Linked DNA regions of Mus musculus: region 2 is linked to region 1. The links are chromatin contacts, called in public Hi-C maps. All regions are on one chromosome and are shown on one strand. The core of a region is the stretch at or near the end of the contact, and the rest is flanking DNA. Distances in the headings are between cores, read along the strand shown.

What was found. Hi-C and Micro-C count contacts between places; a contact is called where the count stands out from the background.
Region 2: a contact with region 1 is called in a Hi-C map of uterus, with 4 times the contacts expected there. The contact joins two enhancer-like sites. A contact is called at or near these places in 1 of 15 datasets of contacts at CTCF or cohesin (pro-B cells), 16 of 484 Hi-C or Micro-C datasets (embryonic stem cells, nephron progenitors, trophoblast stem cells and 1 more) and 2 of 9 other capture datasets (adipose tissue and embryonic stem cells).

The regions. Positions count from the first base shown.
Region 1 is chr2:52,155,277-52,159,709 of GRCm38.p6, reverse strand. Neb (nebulin) reads left to right here. Exons shown (of 157, transcript NM_010889.1): 145 at 141-233; 146 at 1,786-1,878; 147 at 2,327-2,419. Among named protein-coding and RNA genes, the nearest start is that of Gm52510, 26 kb to the right of the region's middle. Within about 2 kb of position 2,004, at least 3 of the 459 cell types and tissues checked have an H3K27ac peak or open chromatin away from gene starts, as enhancers often do. A contact at or near this core is called in uterus, where this site is marked.
Region 2 is chr2:52,600,228-52,605,144 of GRCm38.p6, reverse strand. The region is part of intron 2 of Cacnb4 (calcium channel, voltage-dependent, beta 4 subunit); the gene reads left to right. Among named protein-coding and RNA genes, the nearest start is that of Cacnb4, 74 kb to the left of the region's middle. Within about 2 kb of position 1,679, at least 33 of the 459 cell types and tissues checked have an H3K27ac peak or open chromatin away from gene starts, as enhancers often do. A contact at or near this core is called in uterus, where this site is marked.

The DNA.
Region 1 (4,433 bases), core at 755-3,254:
TATGTGTGACTCTGTGGTAGGATGTGTCCTAAATATTACAATCTCCAACCCCCGTGAATACAGGACACTGATCAACCACACATATGTAGTAGGAAGAATTCAGCATGCAGTAACACCTTTCTGTCCCCATCTCCATGTAGGTCAAGTATAAAGAAGCAATCGGACAAGGAACTCCGATCCCTGACCTGCCCGAAGTGAAACGCGTCAAGGAGACCCAGAAGCACATTAGCTCGGTACTGACTCTTACTTGGCATGCATTTGTAAGACCCTCTCAATCGGCACCCTAGTTTCATCCACCCCTTCCTTCTGCTAAAGGCCCCCCCAATACCTGGGGATGCTGTGACTCCTCCCTTGTCCCCCTCAGGTTGCCAGGAGACCTCAGTCTAGCAGTAGCTCACTCCCTAGTACTCCTTGTTATACTCGAACTTCTCCGTTGCCAACTTCCTTTTGAATTCTCTGTCCACTAACCTGAAGAAAACAAAACAAGCCCAGGGGTTCTGTGTTGCATTGGGTTGCAGTAATTTCTGTAATTTTGTTTGATCCAGGTGCTCCACTTGCCTCAGCCACCATGTGCATTCATGGTGTGTACCACCAAGCCAGGCTTAGGTTGAAACTTATTAAGGAAGGAAAGAAGGGAGGGAGGCAGGGAGGGAGGGAGGAAGGAAGGGAGGGAGGGAGGGAGGGAGGGAGGAAGGAAGGAAGGAAGGAAGGAAGGAAGGAAGGAAGGAAGGAAGGAAGGAAGGAAGGAAGGAGAGAGAGACAAGAGATTTAGAAAGTGGGGATCACTTACTGTGTTTTTTTGTTTTGTTTTGTTTTGTTTTAATGTCTATTGATGATAGCCCTAAGAGGAAACATAGATTTAGGGCAGGGACAGAGGACACTGTTCAGTGATGGAGCACATGCCTACCATGCACTCAGGCCCTGAGTTTGGTCCCAACAGTGCAAATAAAACATAAAAATACACACAGGGAAAAAAAGACCAGGCAACAAGCACTGGCTTCCTTGATCCTGTAATCATTCAGACAGAGACGCTCTTCCTGGAAGGCAAAGTCTGTCAGCTCGTATGAGATGTCCAGCTAGGGATCAGCTGAGGCTCAGTAGAGCTGGGAGCGGTGATGCGAGCCTGTGGTCCCAGCACTCAGCAGGCTGAATCAGGATTTCTGGGAGGTTAACACTAGTCAGGGCTAAGTAGCATAAGAGCCTGTCCCAAAAATAGAGGGAGAAATAAAAGGTAAAACGGTAAGAATTGTATTAGGAAATACATAAAATTCTCAATGACTCTGAAGAAGTGAGAACTAGAACACCACATGGTTAGAAAATTCTAAAATAGACATGTGCTTTGAGTACAAATATGTAGGCATAGTTATGCTCCAGGCACTAGCCTGGGTGCAGTAAAATGGTTACTTTGGATTTGGTTTGCTTTTATTTTTGTTTTTTTTGGTTTGGGTTTTTTTTTTTTTTTGATGGGGTGGTTACTGGAAACTGAACCCAAGGCTTTGCACGTGCCAGTCAAAAGGGTTCTCATTGTTTATTAAACTTATTATCGTCATTTAAAGCATTTTAAGAAGATACTAAGTATTGGCTGTGGAAAATGCAAAATTGAGTTTCTAGTTTTCTAGTGGGCAAAATTTCTACAAATATTTATGGACTTCTTTTCCTCTGTCCCTGAGTTCATCTTGCAAAGGCAGCTTGCTTTTATGGGCGCTCAGCAAAGCTCCCTCCCGGAGCTATAATCTGAACCATTTGTGGTGACTCTGCTTTCTGGGTATTCTAATTATTCTGCAGGTTATGTACAAAGAAAACCCGGGAACAGGCATCCCGACCACTGTCACTCCAGAGATTGAGAGAGTCAAACGCAACCAAGAGAACTTTAGCTCGGTATTTACAGATACATGAAATAAGACATTCTGTCCCATAAAAAAACTACCAGAATAACCTCCCGTTCTACTTTTCAAAGTAACAGCTTAACGACTCAGTGTGTGTTTTGTGTATCATCCTCTGATGAAAACCACCTGACCTGATGCAGAATTGGCCACTCTTCGCTCTTTAACAGTTTCAGCAACTGACTGGTGTGAGCTAGATCTGAAACACTGTTAGCAGCATTAACAAGCTTCCTTGGGGTGCTTGAACCCTGGAACCCAGTGCTTCCTGCTGTACCTAAGACATAGCAGTGTAAAGTGCATCTGTAAAGTTGTCACTTTCAGAACATTACCCTGACTAAATACTGCTCTCTAAAATCGCCCTCCTCACCCACACCCCAACCTACCCCCTTCCTCCGTCTCTGCTTGTTTTGAATGTTTTCTGGGTACTTTCTTGTATCTCACAGGTTTTGTACAAAGAAAGTTTGGGAAAAGGAACCCCTACAGCTATCACTCCAGAGATGGAGAGAGTCAAACGCAATCAAGAGAACTTTAGCTCGGTATTTCTTAGGGGCAAAAAATCCTGACCCTAATACTTATTATAATACGGTCACATTAATATCTTTAACAAACAAATGTAAAATTACTAAGTTCATATAATGAAGGAATGATGCCAGTATTACTTCAGATTTCCACCCAAATCTAATGAAATTTTTAACAATGGTGTGAAATTTTAACTGTTTTCTTTAAATCACTTTCCTTAAAAACCCATAATTTCTCAGTTTCCTTCCTCCAGTCTAACTAGTATGGCACAGGTCAAAAGTTAAATCTAACATCCTTCCCCAAAGGTCAGTACTAACCAGAATCATATTTACTGTGACTTGATTTTTTTTTTTAAATATTTGTAGCTTTTCCTAAGTGGTCATGTTTCTTAAAACATCTTCATTTGACAACAACAGACCAATTTATATGGCTCAGGAAGATTTACTTATGTCAGGGAGCTCTGTTTGTTTGTTTGTTTCCTTCGGGATGTATTCAGGATCAGTAGTTTAAATGTTCATAGAGATTTATTTAATCTCAAGTCCTCTGTTTTTCAATGTTGTCTCTAACTCATTATAGATAGTAACTTCAGTTAGCTTACGTGCTGTCTGGTCGAGCCCAATCCTCTCTATTTGAGAAGTTATACATAAGCTAAGCAACCCTGTGTGTGCATCAGTGTTACCAGGAGACCAACTACTGTACAGGGGACAACTAAACGCACAACGGCAGTCCGCACTTGCTCTATTTTGCAGGTTTATTTTCGTTCTTTGTAAGGACAGGAACTCGTGGTGATTTATTTTAAGATGAGATCTACCTGAAAGATGGATCCATTGCTGATGTGACTGTTGGTTCTGTGCACGCAGATACTGTACAAAGAGAACCTGAGCAAGGGGACCCCCTTACCTGTCACTCCAGAGATGGAGAGAGCCAAGCGCAATCAAGAAAACTTTAGCTCGGTATTTGCGAGAAAGTTCCTTTAACTCCATATTAAAAACAATTTCGATAAAACAAAATCCTTACCATTTACCCCTTTATAATAATTTAACAAATACTTGGGGGAAAAAAACCCCACAAACAAAAAAAACCCTCACCAACTGAATCCTTCTGCCATGGATATTTTACTTACCATTTTAAACCAATGCTTTGTACTTTCTGAAATACCCCTTAAACCTTCTTTAAACCTTCTTTATGTTAGATGTGTGGGTATATCTGTATTAACTTTGTGTCTGTATGTGGTGTTGGGAATTGGACTCATGGCCTTGCATGGGTTAAGCCAGTGCTCTACCACTTAGGCCCCTCCCTTAACATTTTGAATTGGTTCTTTTCCTTTTCAACATTGTTAGTCTTGGTCCTCTTGAAATTAAATGACTTCCAAATGACCCAAAACTGGGAGCTTGTATTTCCTTGGAAATCTTTCAATCTGATGTTTCTGGGTTAGTGCAACAAGACACTGGTCCAAGGCTGTATGTGAGAACAGCTCCCTGGCTTGGGAAAGTGGTGACTTGACCACAGGTCCTATGTGCATAGATAGAGATGGACTCAAGTATTGGAACCAAAAGACTTACTTTGATAGTTGTTCTAAACGAGCCATCACATGACTAGAAATCTATGCTTTCCATTTTTTTTAAAAGACAGGATCATCCTATGTAGGCTAGGGTGACTTTAAACATGCCACCCTCCTGCCTCAGCCTCCCCGGCCCTAGTTTCATAGGCATGGTTTTATAAAACATGCTAATTAAATCAGAACATGAATTTACATTATTTTCTTTTATTAACTTATATTCCTTAAAAAAAAAAACCCTTACCAGAATAAATTACTTGTTATCCTTCCATATAAGGAACTTCTAGGCTTGAAATGGAGATTTATGTATCTTCTGAAAACTGGATCCACTCTTGGGGAGGAGGGTTGACCTGAAATTCACTTCATTTTGGTTGAGTACTTCCTAACAACTGGCTCTCTCACACAGTAGAGCAGTATCTCCTTTGGAGTCCACTTTGTGTTTTGTCCCTAATTACTGCTTACTAACAACGTCT
Region 2 (4,917 bases), core at 430-2,929, 450 kb before region 1:
CTAATTATCCTTCATTCTTTATTTCCAGGGTCTCAGCATGCTATGGTGTAAAAGACAAATATACAGTTTTTTGGTGGGTGATGTATTTGTGTGTGTACAAGTGTGTATGTATGTGTGTCCACATGTGTGTAGGTGCGAACACCCGTGTAGAGGTGGGAGGTTGATGCTGGTATTTTTGTCAATTGCTTTTCCTCTTCTCCCTCCTTCCCTTCTCCTCCTTGTCACCCCCTCCTTCTTCATTTGAGGCAGGATCTCTCATTGAACCTGCTCCTCACCGTTTCGACTAGATTAGCTGGCCAGTAAGCTTGGAAGACCTGCCTGCCTGTCTTCATCTCTCGACCTCCAACCTCTGCACCACTGTGGTTACAGGTGCTTACCGCTGGGCCTGGCTTTTAAATGGGTGCTGGGGATCCGAATTTTACCCACCGACCCATCTCTCTAGCCCATGATTAAGTCTTTTGGATAAAGCTTCCTGTCTCCAGAAAAGTCATCAGACTTATTTATGCAAATCAAAATGGAGGTTTGTGAGATAGGGTGAGGTTAGGAGAGAAACAGAATTTACCGGTCTAACAGGGTAGCCTCGGTTGGTTGTAAGTAGCTTAGCCCGAATGACAAGTTAGCACTGGGTTTCAGCTAGCTAGTTTTGCAAGCCTCGAATGAATGATGTATGCAATACTGACACAGTCGTATGATGACGTGCTTAAGGGGAAAGATGCAGTGTTCTGTTTGTGTCCTAGTTAGCTAGCGTGCTAAGTAAACAAGCAAAGCTAAAGTACTATATAGTCTTTTAATACTATTTTGGGGGCAATCTAATAGCAAGCCACAGTGCTCTCTGTGTAAAAGCTTTACGGAAGCTGCTTAGTTACGGAAGAAACAGAAAGGGTAAAACATTGCTTCCCAACTAGACATATCGACTTTCTTCGTTGTTCATTGTACATCTTTGTGAATATCAGCCACTGCTGTGATAAACAGCTGTATGTACCTCTAGGACACAGATAGGTCTTAGCTACAGGGTTAAACCTTATCTGCCTGGCTTTCTGGTAATGTTTACACTTTCAATTTTTTGAGTTAAAATTTAATTCTCCAAAAAGCTATTTGAAGTTAACTCTTGGCATTAATATGAACTTTGTACTGCCATCCCCATAGTGGTCTGTTCTCTCTCTCTCTCTCTCCTCTCTCTCTCCCTCCCCCCTCTCTCTCCATATATATATACATATATGTATATACATACATATATGTATATATATGTATATATATACACATACACACACTTTGTGCAGACAAACTTTAGTTTTGGTTTTGTTGAACGTCTTCAACTTTTCTAAGCACATTGTCAAAAAGCAGAAGCTCAAGCAACTTCAAAACAGCACTGAATTCCTCACTATAATCACTTGGAGTGCAGTGAGTACAGTTGTGGGCTTTGAGGTTTGCTAGTGCTTAAGCTCCAGCCAGTATAGAGAGCCTCCTCCCGGCTACAGTCTCCTGTCTGCCTTTGGTGTAAGACGTACAATTCTTAGCTCCTCCTCCAGCACCAAGTCTGCCCGCATGATGCCATGCTTCCCCACGCTGATAATGGACTGGACCTCTGCCAGTGTAAGCCAGCCCCACTTAAATGTTTGCCATTGTAAGAGCCTGTCTCCTTCACATTCAGGTTTTACCTCCACTGTTTTAGATGACGTAATCCTTGGCTTTCCTTTCGAGGGTGTCCTCTTCTAGGTATGCTTAAATTTTAGCCCCGCCACCAGCCTTGTTCTGTGTTAACTGTCAACACTAGCTATGGTCTTCTGCTTGTGTCATCTGCGACCTAGACCATAGCCAGAAATCAGAACAACCTCCCATCAACTGCCCACAGTGCCCTTCACAAACTACTGAACAGCACTGCCTTCCTCCACGGTCAGAGCTCATGGAAGATGAAGAGTTTGTCCACTTTGCTCTCTTATGTCCAGTTCACTTCTCAGACAAAAACAGTTGGCTTCTCGCCTGTTACCCCACACCAAGATGCTCTCTGAAAAGTCTTCGTGACTGTCTGCCAAATTCCGACTTCATAGAGTGTTCCGATCAGAAGCATCTTGTCTTTCTGAGAACGCTCCTTACCGTGGCTTCTGGGATACTCCTGTGCCTTGGTTGGGTTCCAGCCCTTCTTACTGCATCTTCTGTTTCCTCATTTACACGCTTTGCTATAGTTCTCTGTGGTTCTGACTTGATCACACTTTCACTCCATATTTTCTTTTATTTTTTATTTTAGATTTATTTATTTATTATATGTAAGTACACTGTAGCTGTTCTCAGATACTCCAGAAGAGGGCATCGGATTTCGTTATGGATGGTTGTGAGCCACCATGTGGCTGCTGGGATTTGAACTCAGGACCTTCGGAAGAGCAGTCAGCGCTCTTAACCACTGAGCCATCTCGCCAGCCCCGTAATTTCTTTGGATAAATCCCAACTTATCATTTTTTTATTTTAGTTTTGAGATGTTTTTAGAAGGTCAGTGGTAAACTCGTCTGTCAAATGTCATCATCTGTGGAGTCACAGCATCTCAGTCACTTCAGAGGATCCTTCAAAATGGGAGCATCCACTCTTGGGTAGGCTTTTGCTCAATAGCTGTCAGTGTATGAGAAATGTTGTAACTCTGCTGTAGAGACTATAGTGACTAAGACCTGTTAGTGGGTGTTGCTATTTCACTGGCTAGATTTCATCTCATTACCTTGCCTCCCTTTCCACATATTGCCTAAGAGTCTTTTAAAAGTTAAACAGATGCATGATTTCGCAACCATCTTTCTGGATGAAGTTTAGAGTCTCATTAGTGAACTGGCTTTTCAGCTGTTTCCTTGTTAAGTGCTTGCCTAGACTCATTGGATTGGCTTCTGTTTCCTGTAGTTTCGGGCATATATTATAGTTTAACTTTTTTGTTTAGTATTATTTTTCCCATTGGAACACAGAAAAAAAAATCACCAAAAGCAAAAAGAATATTTACAACAGGGGCTGGAGAGGTGGCTCAGTGGTCAAGAGTGCTTACTTCTCTTGCAGAACTCCTTGACTCATTCAGTTCCCAGTACTCACACGGTGGCTCACAACCACCTCTACCTCCAGTTCCAAGGGACCCAATGGCTTCTTCTGACAGGTGCAGGTTCCTGTGTGTCTATGGTGCACACACATTCACATAAATTAAGTAAATGAAAAAAATTAAATAAGAATACTCAGCATATTGGAAGGTTACAATCACAAAACCTCTTCATAGCCTCTATTTTCTGTCTTGGCATAGTATACGCTCTACCCTTGGGATATGCCCTGTTCTTAGATGGGCGTCAATTCTGGGAGTCCTCCTCAGAGAAGAAGAAGTAAGATTACTATATAGACCTCACCAAATATCAAAAGAACATAGAAATGCTGGGATATGTTTCTCAGTTAAACCATCATGACCCTGACTCTCAGTATAGAGAGGCTCTTCTCCTGAAGGGCAGAGCCTATGGCAAACATGGCCAACCCAGAGCACTAGGTGGGACTTGAGACAGAAGTCAGTACCATGGGCTGTATGTCCTCAAATTGGAGACATAGAAACTCAATGATTTCCTCCTGAATCTGTTAGAGCTTTACTTACCTCCTAGACCCTCTCTGTCCCCTCAACACTGTGACTGATTCTCAAGCTAGTGGTCCCTCCTAATCCTTTGCCCTACCACAGGCACTGCTAACTTGGCCGAGATTTCCACATCTGGGTCCTATTTTCTTATATTACAGCAGCCATATGCATCATTTAACATTTCCAGAATGTAAGTCAGAGAACAGGGGGAAGCTTCCAAGCTTATTGAGGAATACATCCATTCTCGCATCAGTTTTTATACACGGATGTGTGTGCATATCCATGCACAAATATTTGATGGGCATATAATAGCCACTTACCATTAGCCTCCTTTTAAAATTTGTCATTCTATTCCTTTTGGTTTGGAGGGGACACTACCTTCTATCATATTATCAGAAACCCTTTTGTTAACCTGTGTATTTTTCTACTACTCATCTTTGCAGATGTCTACCCATCTGTCCCTCCTCACCTGCTTCCGCTCAGGTGGGTCCATTCATGCACATACTCATCCATTTATCATCCACTCATTGACGATGTCCTGAACACAGCGCTGTGCTGTCACTGTTAGATACAGGGAACTCCAAGGCTTGGGTCATCATTTTCCTTTTCTTACATATACTACTTCCAAACTTCTGAGCAGTTCTGATCCGCAGGGGAAGGAGGTTTGAAAGATTCTTATATACAAAGACCTACCCAAGGCAGATGTGCCAGGAAGTGGTTCAGAACAACTTCTGTCACCCACTTTTATGATAGAAATAGAGTTCGCTTGGGTAAGTGTCCCCAAGAGCCTGCATTGCTGTAAAAAAAATACTGCCAACTGCAAGCACTTACACCAGGCTGGCCCCTGCCTAACTGACAAATATGATCTCTATACAATCATCAATTCAGCACCCATGTCAGAGACAGATCATGCTACTCATCAGACCTTCCCTCTCCCCCCTCAGTGCTCAGCAGACCTGCCCTCTCCCCCCTCAGTGCTCAGCAGACCTTCCCTCTCCCCCCTCAGTGCTCAGCAGACCTTCCCTCTCCCCCCTCAGTGCTCAGCAGACCTTCCCTCTCCCCCCTCAGTGCTCAGCAGACCTGCCCCCTTGACGTTACCCAGCAGGTCAGTGGTCAGCAGTTTGCTTGGAGTCCTACTGATTTTGTTGTTGTTGTTGTTTTTGGTTTGGTTTTTTTTTGTTTTGTTTTGTTTTGTTTTGTTTTGTTTTGTTTTGAGACAGGGTTTCCCTGTGGAGCCCTGGCTGCTGTCCTAGAATTCTCTCTGTAGACCAGGCTGGCCTCAAATTCACAGAGATCCTCCTGCCTCTGCCTCCTGGTTGGGATTAAAGGCGTGTGCCTCC